Regions from separate parts of the Mus musculus genome. Here region 1 is linked to region 2. Evidence: chromatin contacts called from public Micro-C data. All regions are on one chromosome and are shown on one strand. Each heading gives the region's core, a stretch centred on a gene start, on an enhancer-like site or on the middle of the called end of the contact. The rest is flanking DNA. Distances are from core to core; before and after follow the strand shown. Region 1 holds the start of Ampd2 (adenosine monophosphate deaminase 2). Region 2 holds the start of Slc6a17 (solute carrier family 6 (neurotransmitter transporter), member 17).

The links. A called contact is a pair of places that touch in the nucleus more often than the background predicts.
Region 1: a contact with region 2 is called in a Micro-C map of embryonic stem cells, with 5 times the contacts expected there. The contact joins the promoter of Ampd2 here to the promoter of Slc6a17 in region 2. A contact is called at or near these places in 1 of 39 promoter capture datasets (cranial neural crest), 1 of 484 Hi-C or Micro-C datasets (embryonic stem cells) and 1 of 115 datasets of contacts at active chromatin or transcription factors (large pre-B cells).

The regions. Positions count from the first base shown.
Region 1 is chr3:108,084,620-108,089,558 of GRCm38.p6, reverse strand. Ampd2 (adenosine monophosphate deaminase 2) reads left to right here and starts at 2,893. Exons shown (of 18, transcript NM_028779.5): 1 at 2,893-3,341. The coding sequence starts at 3,332. It overlaps Gm12500 (predicted gene 12500), which reads right to left and starts at 3,583. Exons shown (of 1, transcript NM_001358018.1): 1 at 1,548-3,583. The coding sequence starts at 3,333. The coding sequence ends at 2,716. It also overlaps a transcript of Gnat2 not described here.
Region 2 is chr3:107,516,617-107,521,514 of GRCm38.p6, reverse strand. It overlaps Slc6a17 (solute carrier family 6 (neurotransmitter transporter), member 17), which reads left to right and starts at 3,497. Exons shown (of 12, transcript NM_001293689.1): 1 at 3,497-3,909.

The DNA of each region.
Region 1 (4,939 bases), core at 1,644-4,143, 570 kb before region 2:
CAGCTAGTGAAGGGCCTCGGATGACAGGTTCAAGGATTTGGCTGCAAGCCACTGGGTACCTGACCTGCAAAGATGCACAGCCGGTGCTCAGTGACTGGGGTGAGGGAGAGGAGTCAGCTGCTGGGTCAAGCTGGAGTCTAGAACGGTCTGCGGATGGGACGGGGTGTGGGAGGTTGCCCTGGGCAACCCTTTGCAAGTTTTAGATGCTTTCTCCCGAGTCTGTATCTGCTCACACATGTCTACCCTAGCCAGGCTGACATCACCAGGGAAACGAAGGTCAGGAAATCAGGGAAGCTGTTCTTCAGAAAAAACAGGAGTGTGCTGAGGTAGAGAGGGGTTCGGGAAGGTCCCCACTGAGAAGCCATGGTGAAAATAGGCTGGGAGGAGAAGGCTGTTTGTTTTTGGAGGGAAGATCCCAGCATTAAGGCTTCAGTACCAGGAAGTCCAAGGCCACAGGCTGACTCAGGCCTGCAGTTCCCAAACTCTGCTCTCGACACACAGTCTTGCCTGGGTTGAGTGGGTGGGGGACTGAGGCTTAGCTGGAAGCAGGGCAGACTTCCAAGCAACCACTGAAAACCATGTGACCTGGAAATATGGGGGTGGGGGATGGTTATAGACTAAAGGGTGTGTTGTTGCTGGTGGGACTTCAAGATGAAGGCTCTCACGAACTGGTTTGCCTGGCTTGGGTGGAGAACAGAATTGCCACCCAATTGGCTGGGTAGATCTGAATTAGGGGATCCACAGAGGCCTGGCCCAGGATAAGGCTGTGACCCTTTAAAATTATGTCAAAATCTGCATCTTACCAGAATGTAAGTGAGCATCTATATGGTCACATGGTACCTGATCGTTAATGTTGGGATTTATTTTGTTCACTCTCGGAAGCCAACAGTCTTACAATGTCTAAGGGCTGTATTCAGAATAGCCCACTTGCTGAGTCTGAGGGAGACTGCAGGTGATTGGAGAGCTCTGCTGGATTCTTGTTGATTTCTACGGTAACTTTCTGCCTGTTTCTCCTCTGTGTACTTCATATACATCACATGATTAGGACCATCCTGTCTGTGTAGTTCTTCGACTCCATTCTTGCATCTAACTTTATGTTGTAAAGATTTTCATACAATTAAAGAAATTCTCCAAGAACGGTGTTAATGGTTATATTTCATTGTGTTCATTTAACATTCCCCTGTTGCTAGGCCTTTATGTTTCCAAATTTTCTGTGGTAAACACTGCAATATTGAACAACTTTGTGGATATTTTTCTGACAACCCTCTAATTAAGAACAGATTTGTGATTCGTACACCCTGAGAAAATCCCTATGAGGTTTTCTGGGCCCTCCTACCTTCCTGAGCTAATTCAGAAAGATAGAACTTTTTTTTTTTCTTTCTCTTTCTTCCAACGTGTGTTTCCCTTCCCTTCTCTTCTTCCAGGAAGCTGAGAGTTACAACTTGTACACCCTGGGGCTTTTCCTTTAAACTCTAATAAAATTATTTTTGAGTTAAAAAAAAAAAAAGACTTGTTAGAAGTGGATTACTGAGTCAAAACAGTGCAACTTATAGCGATACTTGATTTTATTTTGCCAAACGGTTCTTAGATTATATTAGTATTTACAGCCACATAATGCGTGCCCCAGCTCAGTACACCATCACCTGTATCCGATGCTTTTAGTGGTTCCTGTTTTGATATTTAAACGTAACGGTGTAAGAATAAGGTTCTCCTTGTTCTATTTTAGTCTGATTCTCTGTGAGCTGGATTCCCATAACCCACTGGTCTCCCAAGTTTATGGAGGCCACCTGTAGGGTTTTTTAAAAATTTGTATTTTCATCGTTTTTCTGCAATTCTGGGGTTTGCTTTCGCATGTAAGGCAGAGGGATACTGCCCCTGAGCTGACACCCCCAGCCTAAGGCAATAGTTTTTAAAGTTTGTTTTAGTATAGCGGATAGGAGACTCCCTAGAGGCCACATCAGATGCAGATAGAGATGGGGGATCAGGACTCAGAGTTCCAGTTGGGGAGAGGAGGGACTGAAAGCAGCTGGAGAGACTTCAGAGCAGCTGGGTGAGGGGGCAAAGACTCCCCCAGGGGAGAGGCGAGGGAAGGGACCAACTGCTGCTGATAAAGGGGAGGACTTTCCTTTTCAGGGTTCCTGTAGGTACAGGCTGCCCCTGGGAGGCAGGAATCCTTGTTTGAGAGGGTGTCTGTGGCCCTATTCAAACAGCCCAATTTCTCATAACCCACAAGGAGAAATCAGTGAGCTGGCCATAGTGATCCCAGGCCAAAGAAATCTTCCAGGAACACTGATTGGGAAGTAACTTACAGGCCAGGCACAAGTCTAAGCACTTATAATTATCTCCTTTATCTTCATCAGAGCGGGTGTAAGAGCCAAAGTTAACCAGTAAAACCCAGAGAGAAGTTCACCATCAGTCAGAAAGTAGGTGGAGATGTCTGAATTTGAACCTAGGCATTCTGGCTAGTCTAACGTCAACATAGAAATTAATGTGGGATGGTGAACCGGCTTTGAAGGGCACATCCTGCCTACCAATGACTGATAGAAGGAAATAGATTCAGGTGGGAATGCGGAGAATTCAAGGGCAGGGCTTCTGCTTGAAATGGATTCTGGGACCCTAATAATAGCTACCTGACTTTGTGCCAGACATTGTGCAAAGGGGATTTACCTTCAGTCCTCAGTAACTCCTTTCTTTGGATGGGGTGTTTCCATTGCCTCATCCCATCTTACTGATGAGGAAACTGACGCACAGAAATCGCCCAAGACCAAAGGGCCAAGCCAAGGCCAACCCTGGTCCGGAGGCTGCCCACGTGGCGTAAGGGAACTGGGAAAATGGTTGGGGCGTGGCCAGGAGGCCAAGAGGCGTGGCCGAACGGGGCGTGGCCGCGGACTTGGCGGGGCCTGGGGTACGCGAGATTGGCGCGCAGCCCGGAAGGTTTCGGCGGGGTCGCACCTGTTGCGTGACTCCCCCGTAGCCCGGCCACAGGAGCCGGATCCCTAATTGATTCCCAGAAAGTGGTGAAAGAACCCTAGGCGAATTCCGGGTCCGGTTTTCTGGGGAGCACGTGGCCTGTTTCCTCTTGAGTGCAGGCTTGGGGTCGCGACTCCGGGGTCTCCTGAGGTCAGTCTGGCCGCTGAAGTCGGCGGGAGTCCGCCCCCCGGCCAGCTGGCCATTTTGAAAACCTTGCCTTCCTTCCCGCTTCTCAGTGCGGGTGCAGGGGCCAGTGGCGCGACTTCGCCCCGGTGGGGGCCCTCTCCCCTCTTCAGCCCGGCTCCCTCGCTGTGCAGACTTTCGTAGGCTGCCTTCCTGGTCCACGCGGGACTTGGGCAGCATGGCCTCAGGTAAGTGTGTGGCGCGTGTGTGGTTGATAAAGGGACTCCAAGGCAGAGGTGCCTGGGTCGGGTGATAAGTGGGTGGGGGGTCTTGGCAATGCCTGCAAGACCTAGGGGACGTGAACGGCTCCTAGAAGGGTCCAAGGAAGCAGATCTTGAGTGTACAGGCAGAGCGACAGGTCAGAGTAGGCTGGGGTCTTTCCCATCGACCTCAGACAAGACCCAGCCTCCTACTCTTCCTGTCTTCCTAGGAGACAGCTTCTGCCGGTCAGTGGAATTTTCCCAAGACAGGCCCCTCCCTCCTGGGCTCGAATTCTCAGTTCTGCCTCCTCCCGGAGCTGGGCTGTCCCTAGAGCAGGGGTCAGATGGAGAAGAAAAGAGGGGGGCTCTGCCCCAGAGGCTCTGGGTTTTCATGAGTACCGTTGTTCCTTCCCTGGAGGAAATGGGTTTTGAGGTTGGAGCTCAGGCGGTATTCTTGCCTATTATTTTTCTCTCTGGCTGGCTGGACCAGCCTAGCCTGGACTTTGGCTTCTTTGCCTTGGAGCCTTGGCAAGGGATGAGGGTTCCCGAGGTGGGGTGAGGGTAGTAAAGAGCTTAGAGCTGGTGCTGCTCCATCTGTTTTCTCTGCATCCCGACCCCGGCCCTAGCCACCATCAGACAGGGCACTCTAAAGACTGGAGTGGGAAGAGAGGGATAAGGGGCAGGATGGAGGCCCCACTCCCCGAGGTTGCCTAGACAACATCAGAAATCGTGGCCAGAGCCTCTTCCGCCTGCGGGGCGCTGCTTCCTGCATCAGTCACTCCCGCTGGGGGCGGGGCGGAGGAAGGGGTTGGATGTGGGAGAGCTTGGCCCCAGCCGGTGAGGTTCCTCCGCTGTCGCCTTGGCCCCAGCCATGGCATCCTATCCTGGCCCAGGCAAGTCCAAGGCCAAATATCCCTTTAAGAAGCGGGCCGGCCTGCAAGCTTCCGCTGCCGCTCCAGGTGAGAGTTCTTGGTTTCAGGCATGGGTTCCCCTCCTCTTGTCCAGGCCACTGAGTGCCTCCGATAAGGTCCCCTTCTGCAGCACCCTCTCTGCAATGATGCCTCTCGACCTCGGTTCCCCGGTTCCCCGGCTGACTGGCTGACTTGATGGCGCAGGGAGGGAGGTGGGAGGGGGTGCCTGAGGTTTCCATGTCAGGGGTGCTGCCCTCCGTAACAAGGAGTGGGTGTGGATGTGGGTGCCCACGAGATGTATATGCACACGTGTCAGCTTGTGCAGATGCTAAGACTGCGTGTGAAGTGTATGTGAATGGAGTGGGGAGGGTGTGGGACTGACTGCGGACTGGCTACTCTGATTGGTACCAGGCAGACTCAGGCTAGACTTGCCTTTACTTATTCTTTCCAAGACCCTAGATCTAGAACTCCCTCCCTGGTGAGTGGGGTGGTGAGGTCTGACATATGGGGTCATGCATTGCTAACACCTACACAACCAGATTGCTAACACCTATTGCCAGTGTCCTTCCTGTTGGCTTGTTCCAGGCCTGTGTTGTGAATTTCTTCAGGAGAGTGGGGAGCCCTTGAAATGGCTGGTGGGCTATGTACGCTGCATCCTTTGGACCTAAGTGGGCA
Region 2 (4,898 bases), core at 2,248-4,747:
GGACTTCTGGATTTGAACCCAGCCTGCCCTCCTGGTGTTCTTACTCACATGTCTAACCACTCTTTTCCATTCTTTTAGTTAATGTTTGTAGAGAGCCCATTGTGTTTTGAGGATAGACATGATCTCTGCCTTTATGGAGCTTCCAGGTCAGCCAAGGAGACCATTCTCAAGAAACCAGTCACATCTTTAAACACCTAACCATTGTTGTAAGAAAGGCTACAAAGGGGTATCCACCTGAGGGGTTAGCATTACTCTCCTCCATGGTCAGAAAGATATGGGTGAATGGCCAGGAAACGAAGGAAGAGGAGGAGGGGCCAGCAGATGGGCCTGAAGTTTGAGCCAGGAAAGCGTAGGAAGAGTAGAGAGAAGGCTACTGGAGCAAGTGGGCTGCAGAAAAGCCAGAGAGGGAGGAGTGATGGATGAGAGTGGAGACGAGAAAGGGCTCCGAGGCACTGTGGGCTTGAGAAGGGTGCCGTTACATCTTCACTTCTAAAGACTCCTCTTGAAAGGAGAAAAGGGGTGAATCTGGGTCTGAGTCAGGAGACTATGAGTGTCCAGGTGAGTGGTGGTTATAGTTTAGACCAAGATCATGACAGAATTAAAGAGAAGTGGCCAGATGCTAGAGGCACTTAGTAGCTAAGACCTCCAGGATTTAATGTGGATATCACGAAGGGATAAGGAGGAGGTGGGTTGCAAGGTGACAGATGGGTTTCTGACATGGAGAGTTGGATATGGGGCAGTAGGCACAAAGTTGACTGTTTTTCAGGACGTGGGGGTGGGGGTGGTCTCTGAATAAGGACATCTGCCTGGAAATGTAAAGAATTGAGTGCGCCACACTCAGGAAACTCTAGAATGAATATACCAGCAACAGAGAAACAACGCAGAGTGACAAAAGGACCAAGTAGAATTCAGTCTATAAAGATTAGCAGGAGAATGGGGGAGGGGGGTGGCCAGAGGTCAGAGGGACATAAGGAGTGGGGACATAATGAAGGAGAGGGGTCCAAGAATGTACTAGAGAATGGTCAATAAAACAAGGACTGGAAAATGCCCTGTGGATTTAGTCAGTCAGAGGCCATTGATGGGATCCATCTTGACTTCAGGACAGAGGAGAGTTGGCTATGGAGTGAGGGGAAGAGGAGGAAATGGGGACAGAGAACTTGGAAGAAGAAAGTTGAGCCACTTTTAAAGGAGATATTTGAACATGCTTAAAAGCTGCCGAGAAAGACACAGTGGCAGGAGAGTCTAGCATGTTTAAGGTTGACTCAGGCTGTCAAGAAGCTGTGGGCCATGGGACCCAGGGGCTAAGAAGGGCTTGGATTCTGACAGCAGGGAAGGCTCCCCTGCTCTCCCAGGGATGGGAGGGAGGAAAGGAGTGTAGCTGCTCTGAGGACCAAGGCGGTTTCTGAAAGACCAGGGAGGCAATGGGTAGACACAGGATGGTTAAGAGAATAGAAACTTGAGGAGGCCTTAATTGAGGAGAGGAATTGATGGCTCATAAAGCCACATAGAGGCACTGGGAATCAAGAAGCCCACCCAAGGCTGGCGACCGAGAAGGTAGAGGGAGATGGTGACTTCACGCTCCCCCCTCCGCACCCCCCCCCACCGAGAACTTTGCATGAAGAAACCAGGTATTGAGCCTATTCAGGATTAAGGTTGTCAGCAAGTGGCTATGATGAGACAAGGGACTTCTATCTGATATATATACTTACCTTCTTCCCCAAATTTCTTCTTCCTAGGTGTTTTGTTTTTGTTTTTGTTTTTTTGTTTAGTTTAGTGACAATACAGTCACCCAATAATTGCCATTTATCAAGCACATGTGACATCAAATAATTTAAAATAATCATCTTATGTGATCATAACAGCAACTGTATAGGATTGCATTTTCTTACAGTATGCACCGTTAGGCTCATTAGGTTATAAATCCTACTCAGGGTATGTAAGTGATGACAATCTAGATTAAAAAAACTTAGGCTCACTGGGCTCAAAAGTTCTTTGCAATCATTACACAAACTCTAAAACTCCTTTCCTTAAAACCACCTTTATCTGAGGTTCTCCTTCCTCTCGCCCCCTCTCTGCATCTCAGTTGTCTCACTGGGTTTGTTCACCTCCTCCACACCTCTTACATTACTCACTTCTTCCTTCGGTGTACCTCCATCCTGCTGATTTCCTGGTTAAGTCCACCAGAACATATGTTCTGTGAGGGCAGGGATCATGATGGGTCTTCCCTGTAACATCCATAGGACTGCAACAGTGCTCAGCAAACAATAGACTTGCTAAATACTTGTTAACTAAAAGAACCATCTATTGGCAGAGATCATTCTCAATGGGTATCTTTCATGTCCAGATGTCTCACGGGCCAAGGAACTGATGTTTTTTTTTTGTTCCAGTAAGGACTGGAGGATCTTTGCACAGTAAACTGGTGGATCTTTGCATAGCGATCTGCTTCAGAGAACAGAGAAGGTGGAGGGAAGTGTTGTTTGCTGTTCATTATGATAAAAATTCTGTAGGGGCAAATCACCTGTGAGTTTTCTTAGAGTCCACTATAAAACATTTAGGCTTCCCTAAACTTGAAGCCCTCCCACAGGACTTGAGAAACTGATCCGAATCTGAATCATTTCACTTGCAATACATGTGCTTTGTTTCTGGCCCCTGGGCTTCTGTGTCTTCAGTCATCATCCATAAATCGGTGGCCAGCCAGCTAGTTAGACTGAAGTACAGACTATCCCAGTACTTGCTTCTGGTCTCCATCATGATCTCACTTCCTCCACCCCTTCCAAACAGGTACTTGTTTGGAAATACCAAAGGTCCTCTAGAGCAGAGACAATTATTTCAGACTCCCGAACAGCACTTCTAGCCAGACAGGCCCTGTCACTTTTTGTCATTCGCCAGCTGTTTCTGCTCAGGCAACCACTTGTATGCACATAGTCTACACTTTTGCATTCACCCTGAGCAAATAAATACATTCCCTCCACAATGGCTGCCTTTCCTCATTTTGTCTACGTATCCCTTGGGGCCAGCATCCTTCAACACCTGTTTGGTACCCAGTCACAATTTCCCTCTCTCTTACTGCCCTCACTAGACTCATCTGTCAGGTTTTTGAGTTGTGTAGAGGTTGGCCTTGTGGGGTGATAGGATGGAAGAATGCCAGGGGGAAGGGGCAGCCAAAGGTGGGAATCGAGGCACCATCCACGTAGAGATGGAAAGAATAACCACTGAGTGGGACTGGAATCCTGAGAGGGTCAAAAGAAGGTGAGTCTGTAATGACAGGTGAGGTCCTCGGCTCAGGAGGCCTTTGGCCATGGCAGTTTATTTTCCTGAGAGCAGATGCCTAAAGAGAGCCTTCGGATCTCAAGAGGCTTCTTTCGGCAACCCCTCTCCTGCTCCCTACCCACCACTCTGTTTGGGTCCGCCATCAGAGCCTCGCACGCAGCCGGGGAGCCTCGCATTGACGCGGGCCCGCGCGTGAGTCAAGCCTGCGTCACGGCGCCCCGCCGCCAGGGTGGCCTTTCGGAAAGCGAGGGAACAGCGCGCGCCGCGCTCCGCCCAGCTCCGTTCCGCTCCGCAGAGCCGACGCGGACCGGGCACGGGGACGACGGCACTCGGCCGGGGCCTTCGCAGCCACGCGCTCCCTCCGCGGCGGGATCTGAGCCCCGGGGCGGCTCCCTAGAGCCCCGAGCGAGCGGAGGGCGGGAGCAGGGTTGGGACTCACGGCGACGGAGGGAGCGACAAGCCAGCTGAGTCGCGTGCGCCGGCGCGCGCAGCTCCAGGTCCCCCAGCCCCAGCTGGGGCCTGTCGCTGCCTGACTCCCCTTGCCCTCGGGAAGGACGGTGCACCCACGACCCGTCCGGGACCACGGCCACTCGGCGGAAATCCAGGGGCCGAGTCCGCGCGACGGCCCACGCGGGACAGGTGAGTCGCTGTTTGCTCCCCGAATGGCATCCCTGGGACAGCCACGGCAACTTTGCTTGCGCGGCCCCGCCTCAGCCTGAAAGGCCTGAAAGCGTGCAAGGCGGCGCTTTCTCTGGGTCCACACGACCTGCGCTGGCTCAGGGGCTCCTCCTGCCGCTCCAGCCATCGTTGCCTGGCGACGGAGGCCCGGGGCGGCGACGTTCTGGCGCGTCAAGGGTGCACGGCAGCTCCTGCACAGGTTGGACTTGAGCTTCAGCTTCTGGAGCTCAGGATGCCCCAGAACTCCGGAGGTAACAGGACAGCTGAAGAGGCGAGCACTAATGAAGAGCCAGCGAGGCCAGCTCGGTGGGTCCCTCCGCCTGGAGCGCGCCTAGGGCGCAGCCCCACGGGGAGGCTCCGGCGCTGCTGGAGACCCCAGCCTCAGACACTCGGCCACGGGCCCGTGACCTTGACGGTAACATTGGCTAGAGAAGCAGAACGTTCGCGCCCGAGATTTAATTCCCAGCCCTGGGGCTGCTCCTCAGTGAATTTGGGGCTAGAGTGGAAGAGCCCTTCCTCCCAGGAGGGAAGCACATCTGGGGACCGAAAGGCAGAGACAGGTGATGTGCACTGGGGGCCACAGTCTAGAGGGGCCAGCTGTCTGGAGAGAGGCCTCCGCCACATTTAAACCTGTGCAGACAGGGCTCTGAAGGGATGTTCGCAGTACGTCAGGACTGCTCCCCTAGGGGCGCGGCCGCCTGAGAAGGAAGCCTGATGCTTCATCCTCTTTAAAAGCCCAAACAGCTCTATCTTGTGTTCAAGTTCAATTTTGAGGCTACTCGGACCCAGTAGCAGTCAAGTGGGTTTTATTCTTTGAAAACTTCCCTCCCTCCCTCTCTTCACCCTCCCTCCCTCCTCCTTTCTCTCCCTCTGTCCTTTTCTCTTCCTCCTTAGAAATAGTTTAATGGGACATGTGAATTAGGAAATTTCTACTATGGGAGGCAGTTCAG